Linked DNA regions of Drosophila melanogaster: region 2 is linked to region 1. The links are chromatin contacts, called in public Hi-C maps. All regions are on one chromosome and are shown on one strand. The core of a region is the stretch at or near the end of the contact, and the rest is flanking DNA. Distances in the headings are between cores, read along the strand shown.

Region 1 (6,892 bases), core at 2,815-5,314:
CAAAGTACTAAACCCCCTTTATTATATCATCTTCAAATATTACGAAAGTTCTTCCAAAGATTTCGCTCTTCAGAAATTCTCCTCCAGTGTAAACCCTCTTACCACTTGACCATCATTTGAATGCATTTCCATTTCAATTGAGCGCGGCAACCGAAGCATGGAAAAGCTGAACAGCGCAGGTTTCAATTGAAAAGTCGTGCCCCCGCCCCCCTTTTCCGGGTTTCCCCACCGCCCATGTGATTTGTGTGGCAATATGTGGCGGCGATCGCTGGTTGATTCCGTGGAGTTTACGATGGAAAGTGTTTAGGAGCAGAGCGACCATCCATCCATCCATCCATCTATCGGCAATTGCAGCTGATGAGTTGTGCATTAACCAAATGAAATGGGGAAAATAAATGGAAACGAGCAGCTGGAGGTCAAGAGAGTCCAGCTGATTGAAGCGGCTTTTCCGAGGAGTTTTGGGTTCATTTTTCAAATCTTTATTTAAACTACAGTGAAGATCATTGGTGGTTTAGTATTTACTCAAGAACTGCAAACAAAGCAAGATACTTGGATTGTTTGGGAAGCCAATGCACTTAATCCACTCGAAGGGCCATTAGAAACGAGGCCTTGGAGTTCATTGGGGTCTTATCAGTTCATTGATATGGAATGCTTTATAGTTTAAACGATGAGTGGAACCCGCATATTTTCGCTCCAAACATAAAGATAAATGGAAAGAGGCCCAAGGCAATTCAAGTTGATTTCCAGATCGCAGAACAAACATTTCATACACTTGGCTTACATTTTTTGATAGTTTCAATGGAATCCCGAAGTCAGGGACGGAAGCATATATTAGGAATTGAGCAAGAGCAAGAGAACTCATATCTCTGGTTTTCTATTACACCCTTCCCCTTTTTGATAAGCGAGGCCAGCAAAAGTCTGAGGAACGACGATAAGATAGGCGAAAAAGCCAGCTAAAACACAATATTGCCATTCGAATTCGAGTCTGAGTCACCGCAGTCACAACTGTTGAATGCACTCGACCAGCAAAAAATGAAATACACAAATACAAATAAAAATAAAAATAAAAACAAAAACAAAAAAGTAAAAAAACGCGAAAAGTACATTATTTGCATATCAATAAAGCGGTTCTGTTCGCTGCAAACGAGAAATAATTCAAAACAAAAACGATGTACTTTCGTTGCCAGTTTTTACTTAGTTGATTAGCACTCTTAGCAGAGCATATCCGGCCAAATTCATATTAAAAATGATTTTGTTTAAACAAGTGTACAGAAATGGCGTTCTTGTGATGGTAAAACATCAAATTTGGACACATATTCATATCGAAAATCAAATGATTCACTAAGTTGAGATAGAGTATTTCCTCATGTCCTTAATTCGCGGTATTGTCATGAGCAATTCTGCGAATCCCAAGTGACTCATGAGCGATCCATCAGGTCTGGCAAAGTGGAGAACATAAGGGATTAGTGGCCAGAGAAAGAGTTCTATGCGAAGTGGCTGGTGGTAATGGGCCAGGTGAGGGCGTGGTCCCACTCCCATTTCCAGCCCACACCAAAGTCAATTACGGAATATAAAAATGCAGGCGTGGCATGGGCAATTTATTAAATTGTCAGGAAAGCTTTGGCGCGAGGAGTGCTGGAACCCCTTAGACGTGGATATGATATGATGATATGATAAGATAAAGGCCGAGCAAAATGTGGCAAATAAGAAATCTGATAAAATGTTTTCATTTGGCGATTCATTTGCGTTGACCATTGATTGCCATTGTTGCCGGTTTTCTGTTTTCTGTCTTCTGTTTTCCATGTTTTGAGTTTTGTGTTGGCGTTACATAAACGCCGCTCGGAATCACTTAAAGCAGCGGAAGAAAGCAGCTTTGTTTGGGATGCAAATGTAGTAGATGGGTACACAGAGAGCTGGCCTTTCCATTGTCCGCCGTCCCATGGAAATTGTTCATCAAAAGAAATCAGAAATCAGAAATCATTAGTGAAACGGCTGCGGGTGCGGTGCATATTTTTTTATTTTTGAGGCGCGGTCTTTCAATCAGCCTCCATTATCAGAAGGCAACATCGCAGAGGCGAGGGCTTCTCAATCTTGGGCTCCATCCACAAAGAAGCCACCACAAGGTTGAAACGCACATTAAGATTTATTAATATTGTCTGGACTGAGCAGCCCCTTAGTACGAGTAGTGCCTATCGATCCCGGATTATCTCTCCATGGAACCAACTGAACAGTAGCCAAAGGGTCAGCAAAGGGTCGGAAAACCCATAGACGAGTGGAATACACCAGATAAGCTTGGAAAACACAAAAGAGGAGTCAAAGTAAGCTTTCTATATTCAGATTTACAACGGGTTTCAAGGGTAAACAAATCAATTTGCAATTAGCAAGTAGCTTCAAAATTTTTAAACAGGTAACACTAAAAAACGAAAGCAAAACATTACTTTATATCTTTGTAAATCCCTTTTATATGAATAGTTGGATGGCCGAAACACTTAATTGGCCCTCATTCAAAGGTCCGTACAAAAGAGTTAATTAAAATGCTAAAAAACCGCAATATTTTCATCGGATTTCGGCCTGAATCAGAGGCTTTTTTTAGCTGACCCGGGCGAGATGGAAAATATCCACTAATTTGCATCGCAGAACATTTGTTCTCCAGTTCCCATTGTGAATTTGAAAAGTTTTCAGGGGGAAAATGAAATTGATGGCGGCATGAAGTCATCAAAACGCAGAAATTCTATTTCAAATGCCTTTTCTTCGGCCACTAAAACCGGTTCTCATACAAAGTGTTTTGTTTTAGCCCATGTTATATTTGTTTGTTTGTTGTCCAACTTTTGGTTTATTGCTGTAAAAATCGTGGTCACAGAGTGTTAAAAACAACAGGGCTTTAACACAACACCGTTAGTCAGTCAGACGTATATCCAGGGTATTAGATTCGAGTCAAGAGGAAAATGGAAAACCAAGTGTCCTTGGGCTAAGATGACACACCCACCCCGAAAAGCAACAAAAACAAGAAGAGTTTTTCGGGCGCACAAAATGCGAATGTGGCGAGCAAAGGCAGACGGCAAAAACAGGCGGGACCCACCCCGAAAAATAGGACAGAAAAAAAACAACAAAATGGAAAAGAAACTGCAGTTTTGGGTAGTTGAACGCGGGGTACTCTTCTTTAAAGGTGTGAAGAGAAGAGAAAGGTCTTGTGATGAGTTCTAGGAATCTACGATAAAATCGAGCTGGCATATAAGCATTTATCTCTAAGATCTTCACATTGTATCGGTGCAGTTTAGTTGATCTTTAGTTTTCGAAATGAAATCCTTTTTACTTACTATCTACTGCTAGATAGATCGTGTTACGGCTCAAATGCCCTTCCTTTATGCGGGCATACTGGCTGCAGGAGCGAACTTACTGTTGTTTTCCATGATTGAAGCGATTCCTGGTGGCCAGCGCTTCCAGCAGGTTCAATGCACGCTGTGTTTTCTGTTTTTGGTTTCGTATCTTGAAGACGGGTTTATGAATCACGCGCGTTAACCGCGAAAAACGGAAGGTAGGAATTACCTAGAACTCTATATACACGAGTATTTCTCGACGTGTTTTTTATTTTATTTATTTTTTTTTTTTTTTTGACCCTGTTCTGCTCGCAGTTAAATTTCAACAAAGAGTAAGAGACGGGGCGCGCGTGCGAGCGAGAAGGAGCGAGCGCATTTAATTTCGCGTCACGTAGAATATTTTCCTTTTTTTTTTTGTTGATTTATTGCAGTTTCCTCTGCCGTTTTTCGTTGCACTTTTCACTGCCCACCTTGCTTCGCTTCCTTTTCGGCTTCGCACTTCTTCTTATTCGCTGGCACGCACTTGCACTTCGATTTGCTCTCCACACGCATTCGCATGCACTCAATTCACTCCGCCTTTCCAGCGCGGCAGTGCGTCTCCGCTTTTCGCCACTCACTACTCACTTCCTTCGAATTAAATGCGCTTTTGCCACAAAATAAACGGGCAAATATAATCCCAGCAAATCGCCAAACGAGCGAGCGAAACGCAAACACGCCGACGAACTCCCACTACAACTACAACAACCACAACAACCGTTCGCTGCGGCTGCGAGAGTGGGACCAGCGGCGGCTAGCGACGAAATACTTAGTCCCTTTTGGCGCGAGCGGAGACGGCAACCACGGTTCGCGGCACGGGTTGTGGTGTGCAGGGACTCCAACCCAGTAGGGGTATTCCACCGTAGGCCATTACTTTCAGCTATTTTTAAAATTTTACAATTAAATGCAGCAGAATGTTTAATCAATGTAAATATTGAATATAACTAAATATATTAATAATGTACTATTTTGTAAATATATCGTCAGCAATACTTCCATTTGGCTTCACATCCCATTTTAATATATGCATTTTTAATTTCATTTATAGTCCAGTCATAACCAAATGAAATAATATAGATGTTTCTTTTTTCATGCCATATATGCATTTATATTTCATGACAAATTAAATTAAAGCCCATTGAACAATTTATTTTAACGCAGTTCAGTTGATTCATTATGATAGAATTATACTTCGCTCAAAACTAATTAAATGAAAACCGTTTGCTTCAAATAATGACATTTAAATTCACTTAAATAAATTTCTTTAATATATCTTTAACAACATGCCATTTCCTAGCTCTCCATTTAAACTTCTTTCAAATAGCAAATATAAAATTGAATCACAACTTCTGTCTTGAATAATTTTATTTTAATTCAGTTGTTGTTTGCATGAGTTGCTCTTGAAACAATCTGTTTTCATAAATAAGTGTAAATATGTTAGTTGTAGGCCACAAGAAGACCCTTGGCCACCTCCTGGACTTTCTCCTTGCCCGCCAGCTCCTCGGCGATTTTGAGGGCGAACTCGTAGGCGGTGCCAGGACCTCGACTGGTGATCAGATTGCCATCCTTGACCACCGTCTTGTCGTCCACATAGCTTAAAGAAATAATCAAAAGAAATGGGATGAAGATCATGGGAAAATAAACTTAAGAGGTGGTATACCTATAGTTATTCACCAGCTGGGGCTTCATTGAGGGATACGAGGTGAGGGATTTCCCGGAGGCGACGCCGTGCTTGGCCAAAACGGTGGGCGCGGCACAGATGGCGGCGATGAGTCCGCCACCAGACTCCTGGCTGCGCAGCAAGTCACCGACCAGCGAGGACTCCCCCATGGCATTGGAGCCACCCAGTCCGCCGGGCAGCACCACCACATCGAACTTATCCGAGGCAACCTGGGCCAGCGAGGTGTCCGGCAGGATCTGCACATCCCGCGAGCACTTCACCGCTTCCCCGCCATTCAAACCGGCTACGGTGACCTTGATCTATCATATAGTAAGTATAAGTATAGAACAGAGTGATTTAATGGAAAGGTTGAGAGCACTTACGCCCGCCCTTCTCAGAACGTCGGCGGCTATGATGAACTCCATCTCCTCCGCTCCGGGAGCCAAAATCACCAGCGCGCTTTTCGACATCTTGGTAAACTTAGAAAAGTGCCTTGAAATTTGAGGAAATCCAAAGAAAACCATGCAGATACGATAGCTTATCGATAGCGCTGTTCTGGAACGCAGCTTTGAGTTTTCCTTATCGAGGTTTCAAAAACTGAGCGGCAAACTAAAACACTTGTATAATTTGGTTTGACTTGCAGTTAGGCGACTAATTTGATGCATTTAAAACTTCTGTTTTTCACAGGAAGTTAATATTTTCATTCTTACTCAAAACAATGTTCTGCATTATATTTTAAAATATTAAGACTTTGAAATCAGTTGATTTTATTTATATGAGAAAAGGATTGCGTCTATGCTACGTGCTACACAGAAATGGTTTGAAACCTCATTAACAATTCTAACAAGTCTTGTTCTTTAAGTTAAAACCGATAACATTTACTTGCTCTCTATATTCTGTCGTATTACATAAATTTATATAAACTGATCACTGAAATATTTTTATATTTGTTTTCAGTATAATATCGATGTTTATATACCACGGTCAAATCCTATCGATACCTGATGTGGTTGCCAGACCAAGTACAGCTGCTCCTCCCTAGATCTCTGTCTATCGATATCGGTCTATCGATATGTGAACATATCTAGCACGACGGCAGCAACAAAACCACGAATTAATTTTACTAAATTTAAGCCAAACGCGCATCGGAAATGCCTGAAAAATGCGATTGAATGCACGCGAAAAGTGATGGGTTGCGAACGCGAGTGAATCAAGTGAAAATACGTCGGCAAATATCAGCGAATTGTCGTCAAAAGGCAAGGAAAAACGGAGAAAAAGAGGAAAAGCAATAAGTGCCGTGTGTGGGAAACGCGAAAAAGGCGAGAACAAAGAGGCGAAAAGCGAGGAAATTGCGTGGAAAACGTGGAAAACGCGAAGAAGGTAATTGCGGAAAATGCCTGGTGAAAATGCAACGTTTGCAGCTGGAATTTGCGTATCTTCCAGTCCAAAAAGAAAATGCAATATCTGTTGAATGTGTGCGAGTGTGTGTGTGTGTAAGCCAGTGCGTGTGTGGCTGCGCTGGTGTGCGCCCCATGTGTGTGTTGGTGTGCATTTCCAATTGCCTGTGTGGAAAAGCAAGGAAAACTGCACGGAAAACGCACGAAAAGCAATCAAAAATGTGCGGAAAAGTGCCTGAAAACGAAATGCGAAGCACACACACAAATGCAACAGGCTGTATTTACATATTTCGCTCTCGCTCTCTCGTGGAATAAATCAGTACGGCTGCGTGCGAGTGTGTGTGTGTGGGGGAGAACGGAGGAGACAAAGAGAGCGAGCGAGAGGTTGCTACACAAATCGGATTAAATTCTTCTGTCTTCCCTCTCTTTCTGGCGGAGGGTACTGGTGTCCATGGAAAACTATCAATCTCGTAGAATTTTTA
Region 2 (6,892 bases), core at 2,717-5,216, 210 kb before region 1:
TTTTTTCGGTTGGCACTCTGTTTATTTCGGGTTTTTAGATGTTTTCCGTTTTTTTTTACAGTTTTTACTTCCACAGTTTCAATTAACATTGTCAGTTTGGTGGAACCCTCAGATTTAAGCCGAATTAAAATCGCTGGAACGAGATTACCCGATGGCCCTTAAACCTACGAGTACACACATGTCAAGCTGTCGAAATGTCCATTTAATTAGGCCCAAAAGAAGGAATTGATAAGGGTGAGCATTAGGCGGATTTTAAGCTAGTGCCTAGCACCGATCCTATTTATAAGCTGTCTAAATCCTGAATTCTATATGCCGCTTTTCGGTAAGGCTCAGAGCCAGAAGTTAATTGAATTTTGTTTCTGTTTTACTTTCGGCTTGCCGAGTGCGTGACTCTCTGATAGTTTGCAGAGTTGGGAAGCAGGCAAACATCAAATTGGTTCCTGGAAATTCTTTGAACTGCGTGGGCCGGTACCGAAAGCATAAATACACGCATTAGTTTCAGCAACATTAGCGATTTAGAGGCGCCAAAGGTTCTGGCAGCGATTATCAACACAATTTGCCAACCTGCCAGCACATTTATCATTCAAAAATATGGCCCAAACTTAGGCAAACTCGGTCGATTTACATATTTCTGCCTGGCAAACGAACACGAAATGGGCGTCGAACAAGTTTACCTCCATATTTGTTTCGCACTCGCTTACAACTAAATAAATAAGCAACAAACAAACGACGAACCGCAAACTCGAATGCAAATATATACAAAAGCAAACACAAGCCCAAACCCGCAAAAGTATGCAACGAAATTTTAAACTCATGACGCAGCCAATTTATATGCACGAAAAAATAAAGCGAATCGAAACGAATCTACAATGAATTGAATACAAAGACCTCGGTTACAGAGTATGCAAGTGTAGACGGATCGAAGAATTGATACCCGTTAAAAAGACAGAGTTTCTACTATATCTACTGCGAAAAATAAATCTATTCTGATATCTGCGATAAACATATATTTTATATATTTATATATATCTGTAAACGTTAATATGCTCCAGATGATATGCCCTATCAAATGCTGAGCATCTCGCATGAAAACCCAAAAGAGTTTTAGCGAAATGAAAAATTGAAAAACGCTCAGCGAAATGCGATGATTTTGCGGTCGCCAGCTGAACTGATGCGTATCGACGGCTTAGGCTCTGGACAAAGGGCATAAATCATGGGGTATTTATCATAAATCAAATTGGATTCTCCTCAGCTTGTACCCCACATCCACCGCCCCAAAATTCCGATTGGGATTCGATTGGGAGGAGCTGCCTGATGTGTTTGCTTGGCGCGCATATTTTATTTATGATTCTTTTCCAGTTGAGTTGCGAATTTGTTTTGCCTCTATCTGTCGGCGCTTCCTTCTCGGCATCGATTCGTGAGCTTTCCTGATTTTCCCTGATTTTCTCCAGCGGATCAATATTTGTTTCATAATAATTGGCGAGTCGGGAAATTTAAAGCAGGTGAAGAGGGAATGTCAGTCCGACAGACAGCCCATCGCCAGTAACTTAGACGATTGACGTGGCATTATCAATTCGTTCAAAAAAATCGAAGAGGCCAGGAGTGATAAATGCGGTCTGCCACGGGAAATGGCCAGTTGCCCACTCTGCTCATACACATCGCCTTGACCATTTCCACAAATTACTCGACACTTTTCCAAGGCACTCCGAATGCGAGTATATAGCAGTCATCATCTATTAGTCGAACAATAAATTCACTTCACCAATGCCAAGTCGGTTTCTTGCCGTTCGCTTTTAGAAGGGTCAATGATATGTAAAGGCCTGCGTTACAATTTTTAGGTATGGATACTAATGGAAAGTCTGAAATGTTTAATTTGGTTTTCTTGCGAAACCTATTAGTTTTTTGTATTATTAAAGCAAATCCCCCAATGTCGCTTAGAATAGACATTTAAATCATATTATTAATTATTATCTATGAACAGCTTGTAAATGGAATGCAAATCAAGTTCTACTGCTGTTCGAAGCACTTTCATTCGTTTTGCATGATTCACTTTCCCGCCTTTCACTGGTCATTTCAGGGTAATAGAGGGTATATCCTTTTGCAGGACGACGTTCAGTGATAGGGCCTGAGTTCATACCAAAAAGGTATCAAATGCTCGAACCTGGATAAATGTTTTTGTTCGGAACTTTCCTGCAGCAGCTTCTATTTGGATTTGTGGCACTTTTATTGAACACGGACCTGCATTAAAAAAACATATTTTATCGCACTGTGAGAGCTTGTTACCCCTGTGTTTTTCTCTTGTTGTTGTCGCTGCCTCTGTTCCGAAAGTAAACAACTATTTTTATTTTTATTTTTTCCCTTTTCCACCGGTCAGACCCCAGGCCACTTTGGAATGGACTGCAGCAGTAATATTTCTGATCGCTCGTCTGTTTAATGAATTTTTGTATTTAATGAATGAACAACATTTTTCTTGTTGCCTCCTCCGGTGTGTGTGCCTGGGTTTTTTGTCTGTTCTGTGTGTGAATTTTTATTCGTTTCTCTTTGCCAATTGATTGGAAATATTTCTTTTCATGTTTTTCAATTTGAACCCAAAAACAAGAGTGCGCAGCGATGGAAACAAGGGCTGCTGAAGCCCCCTCGGCCCCTTGGCCACCTCAGTATTTCGATAGCAGAGTGCTTTTGAGCGATGGCATATGAGCTCCCCCCTTTTTTTGTTTAGATAATAATAATTTCTGCCATTTTATTTCTGTTTGCTAGGGGCTCTCGTCTCGATTTATGTTCTCTGGCTGCCCGACAGCTAATGTTAGCTTATAAAGCTTTAATTTATTTTGTTTTGATTACTGATGATTATCGTGTCCATAAACATACTCGGGTTTTCTCTTATGAGGATTGCTCGAGTGGAACATTTCGGAATTATTCCCGATCCCATGTTATTGAATTATATAGCTGCAGTTGATATCAATTTTGATTTGGACAGCTTTACAGTTCAGGAAAATTCTAGGCACCGTCTGCATTTTCTTTTACCACTTTGCAGGCAGATTGTAAGCCAGCCGAGCTGTTAATGTTAACTAAACGTGATTTCTCTGTTCAATTTTTGCAGATTTCCCCTGGCTGAGCTGAATGCAGTAACATTTCAGCTTGGGCGCCAAATTTGAATTAAAGCAGTTAACATATTAAGAAAACAGGTTACTGGATGTGTAGAAAATATTACTTATGTGAAATAAAGACAATGATTAAGAGTTAAGCACAATTTAAAAGTCGAGATATTTCTGCGAAAAAAAAACGATTTCGTCTTGAACAACATGAGATGCATACAATTAGTTATACACTTCATTATGCAACCAAATTGCATTTTGCAAACAGGATATAAAACTAATATTTTACAATTATTCAGCCGGCTGCAACGTTTTATTTGTCAATGAATAATTCATTAAAGCAATGTGGCTTATAAGCGTAGCGCTTCCCATTTTCCCTAGAAGATTGTTAGACTCATCAGAAGTAATAAGCCACAAACAAAAACTTGGTCCTAATACAGGCAGCCCTCTTATACTATTATGAGATTCTATTTTGCAAACAATCACTTTCCGCTTTTTAATAATAACTAAAGTTTTGTTCTGATAATGACAAATATTCGATATGTTCGATATGACAAATATTTAAACATTACTAGAGCCATGATAAATATTTGGTTTGCAGTTGTCTTTCTTGATTTTTCCCCGCCAGCGAGTGTTTCGTTTTCAAATGTTCTGCTGCGAAAGCAGTTTCTCGCATGCGACTTTTCATGCCTCTGAATTTTCTGCTCGCTCTCTAACTCTCTCCGGCTGAGTTTCCCCGCCTGCGCAGACCCACTGACACAGTGATAAAGAATGGCCACTGATAACAGCGCGCCGCTGTGTTAGTGCTAGCAGAGAGAGTACTGTTATGGCGTATGCCGCCGCACAGGTACGAGGCTCTCTCTGTACCGCTCGGCAATCGCTGCTCGGAGGTCGGCGGTCGCGTTTCCAGTTAAACTTTTACCGAAAAGGCGGACGGACGGGTCTTGAAATCAATCGTCGGGCTCCGCAGTTTCTACGCGATTCGGCTCCTGGATTCCTGACAGCCTCCCGCGGAATTCAGATATTCGATTCGTTAAAAACCGTCAGAGATCTGAATAAATAAATACGAGTGAAAAAATACACGCAGGAATTATTCAAATGGAAATGGCGAGCACAGAATTGCAAGAAAATTATTGAAACCACTAGGAATCAAAATAAATAAATAGTGAAAATATTTTCAGCAATTACTCAAATGAAAATACCCACAAAAATACGCCAAAAATCGTATTCGTGCTACTTGAAATCAATGAAAAATTCAATGCTATTAGTGTGTGCAAAACAAAAATAAATTGCGACCAGCATTCGCATGTGTCTACATAGGCATGAATGGAAAAGTGCTCAAGAGTAAATAGGCCGATAGTCGAAAGAAAGAATATATCTTGGACAAACTTGTGCAGTTCCATCTCGGATATTTTCCAACGCCAGTGCTATTATTAAAGTAATTTTGTGCGACACTTGCCACCTGTTCGACGACTTTTGGAAGCACACGCAATTTATGCAAACGACTTCGAGAAGAAAGCCGATCCGATCCACAGCCAAAAGTGAGAGTGTCGCCAGTCGTTGACCCAGTGTAAGTCTCTGGTCAATATTGTTCTGGATTTGTGTGCCCCTTTGAATAGACCCGCCACATTTGACACCTTAACACCAATCTGCGGACGATCTTGTTATCGCCGAGTGTTTGTCGGAGATTTAAATATAGATTTATGGCAGGCAAACATTAATTGGATTACCCGCTTCGTCTTGGTGGGGCATTTGAGATGATTGACCTAGACCAAGGGGAAATAAATAGGTGCCACTTGCGCCGATTGATGTGGTAACTTCCCCGGCGAACTTGTTCAGATACCGCCCTTTTGAGGGCCCTTGAAGTGAAAAGCAGCCACTGATATGCACAAACACTTCAGCCGGGGGCGTAGCTAATCAAATTACAAAGTCACAAACCGCTTGATTTGATAATTCAGTTAGGTTACGGCTGTATTCCAAGGCATCTGCCTGTAGCTTGCCGCAGATGCTGTCGATTTGCCCGCGCCTCCAGGAATATGCAGCACTTTTATCTTTAAAGTTGGCAAATTACCTCCGCACAGGTGTGCACCCAACGTGCGGCTGCGGCTTTGTGTATAAATTTACACTTAACTGCAAAACAACAAGCTTAATTGCCCGAAACCAAATAAAACTCAGCATCCCAGTGGATCTGGTCGAGTGGTCCTGGGCCAAGTTCTTGAGAACAATTCGAGTGCCCAGCAGAAGGGTATATCGATCTGAAGAAAATTTCATTAATTCGATATAATATATTTTTCTGGATTTTGCTCAAGAATACGCAACATCGTACAGCACCACCAGTTACTACCATATTTCCCAATTATCCGAAAAGAAACTAAGAGTACTTTGACCACCTATTTAATTGTATCAAACCACCATCAAAATTCGGTCAAGATCTATTTAAAGGCTAAATGAGTTTGTAAACACTGAAAATTGTATATAAAATCTTTTTCGACCTCAGAGATAGACAAAAAGCAAACAGAATGGGTATCTTCCAGTTGCGACAAGCACTGGCGCTTGCTCAAAATTATTTCTTTGCAATTGCAACAACTGCTGCGCGCATCCTTGAACATGAAAAGTGAAACGAGAGTGCTGCCAAAAGATGTCGGGACAATTCGGGCGGCACTTACACTAATTACAGCCGCCGTCACTTAAAGTGAGTCACGGCCACATGAGCCACACGTGTTTTGCGTTTGCTTAAAGCATTTAGGGGAGATGTCGGAGTGACACAGTTTTGCCACCGCCGGAGCTCCAGCCCTTCTTTCATCTATTGTAAATTGAGTCTCGAGGAAGAATGGCCAGCACAATGGGGCGTATGCGTAATACGGTCGACAGTCCTCCTGCATTCAAGCTGCATTGTCTGCGCTGAATGTTGCTCATACGCCAGGGTGGCTTCTACAAAGCAAACGGAACGCTCAAATCAAAGGCGACAACCCACAACAATGGAGCTCAAAGTGCCAGCGGGCATGGCGGAAATATAAAGTAAACTATTGTTTTGCACCATTGCGTCAGTGTTTTCTGCTCTGCGTGCTAGTGATTATTGCGCATACGCCGCGTGGCCCTCTTACACCTTGGAGATATTGTTAATAAGCTCTTAATTATTTTAGGTTAATCATTGGGCAGAGTCAAGCTCTTCATTTGTTGGCCAAAAAAGCGGTCATTCTGCCATTGTCTGCGGGCCTACTGCCCACGCTTATCGTAATGGCCGAAAAGTTCTAATCGAGGCAATTAACGTGGCCAAATTTAATTTCCGTCCCCAAATGCTATCAGTCCCAAGAACAAAAACACAGCGAAAAGAAGACGGAGCGAGCGCTAGCTTTTTATTTACAAAATATTAGTTCATGCCAGCCATTGGGAAATCCATCATGTAAGCCCGGGATTTCTTAGTTGCATGTGTTTTTTTTTTGTTTGTTTTGGGCTTCCCTGTTTTTGTTTGTTCTATTTGTTTGCCCTCCTCTCTGCTGTAGCCCTGATAAACGAACATAGCTCTCAGGTATTTTTACTGAAAGTTTGAGGAGTTCATAGGGAATGCGACCGCCTTTGAGTGGCCATTAAGAAAATTACTTATGTTAATTAGTTGCCACGGCTAATGAGAAATCTCAAGGATTTGCAGCCCGTGATAAGTCAAATTTAAAATGGGGCAGAGGAGAAAAGAGCCTTTTCCTGATTATCCACCTTCCGTCCCAATTTAGCCCTGTTGATTTATGATGCTAGACTTACCCAAGCGAAATCTCAACTTGAAAGTCAATTTCACAAAGCCC

What was found. A called contact is a pair of places that touch in the nucleus more often than the background predicts.
Region 2: a Hi-C map of the Kc167 cell line shows a contact between it and region 1, with 2.2 times the contacts expected there. The contact joins the promoter of 5-HT7 here to the promoter of cindr in region 1. A contact is called at or near these places in 7 of 107 Hi-C or Micro-C datasets (the Kc167 cell line, the S2 cell line and embryo).

The regions. Positions count from the first base shown.
Region 1 is chr3R:30,805,789-30,812,680 of dm6, reverse strand. cindr (CIN85 and CD2AP related) reads right to left here and starts at 4,064. Exons shown (of 7, transcript NM_001276200.1): 1 at 3,398-4,064. The coding sequence starts at 3,410. dj-1beta reads right to left here and starts at 5,564. Exons shown (of 3, transcript NM_143568.3): 1 at 5,397-5,564; 2 at 5,014-5,333; 3 at 4,703-4,947. The coding sequence starts at 5,483. The coding sequence ends at 4,791. wts (warts) reads left to right here and starts at 6,062. Exons shown (of 8, transcript NM_170524.2): 1 at 6,062-6,393.
Region 2 is chr3R:31,013,949-31,020,840 of dm6, reverse strand. 5-HT7 (5-hydroxytryptamine (serotonin) receptor 7) reads left to right here and starts at 3,966. Exons shown (of 3, transcript NM_001276202.1): 1 at 3,966-4,665.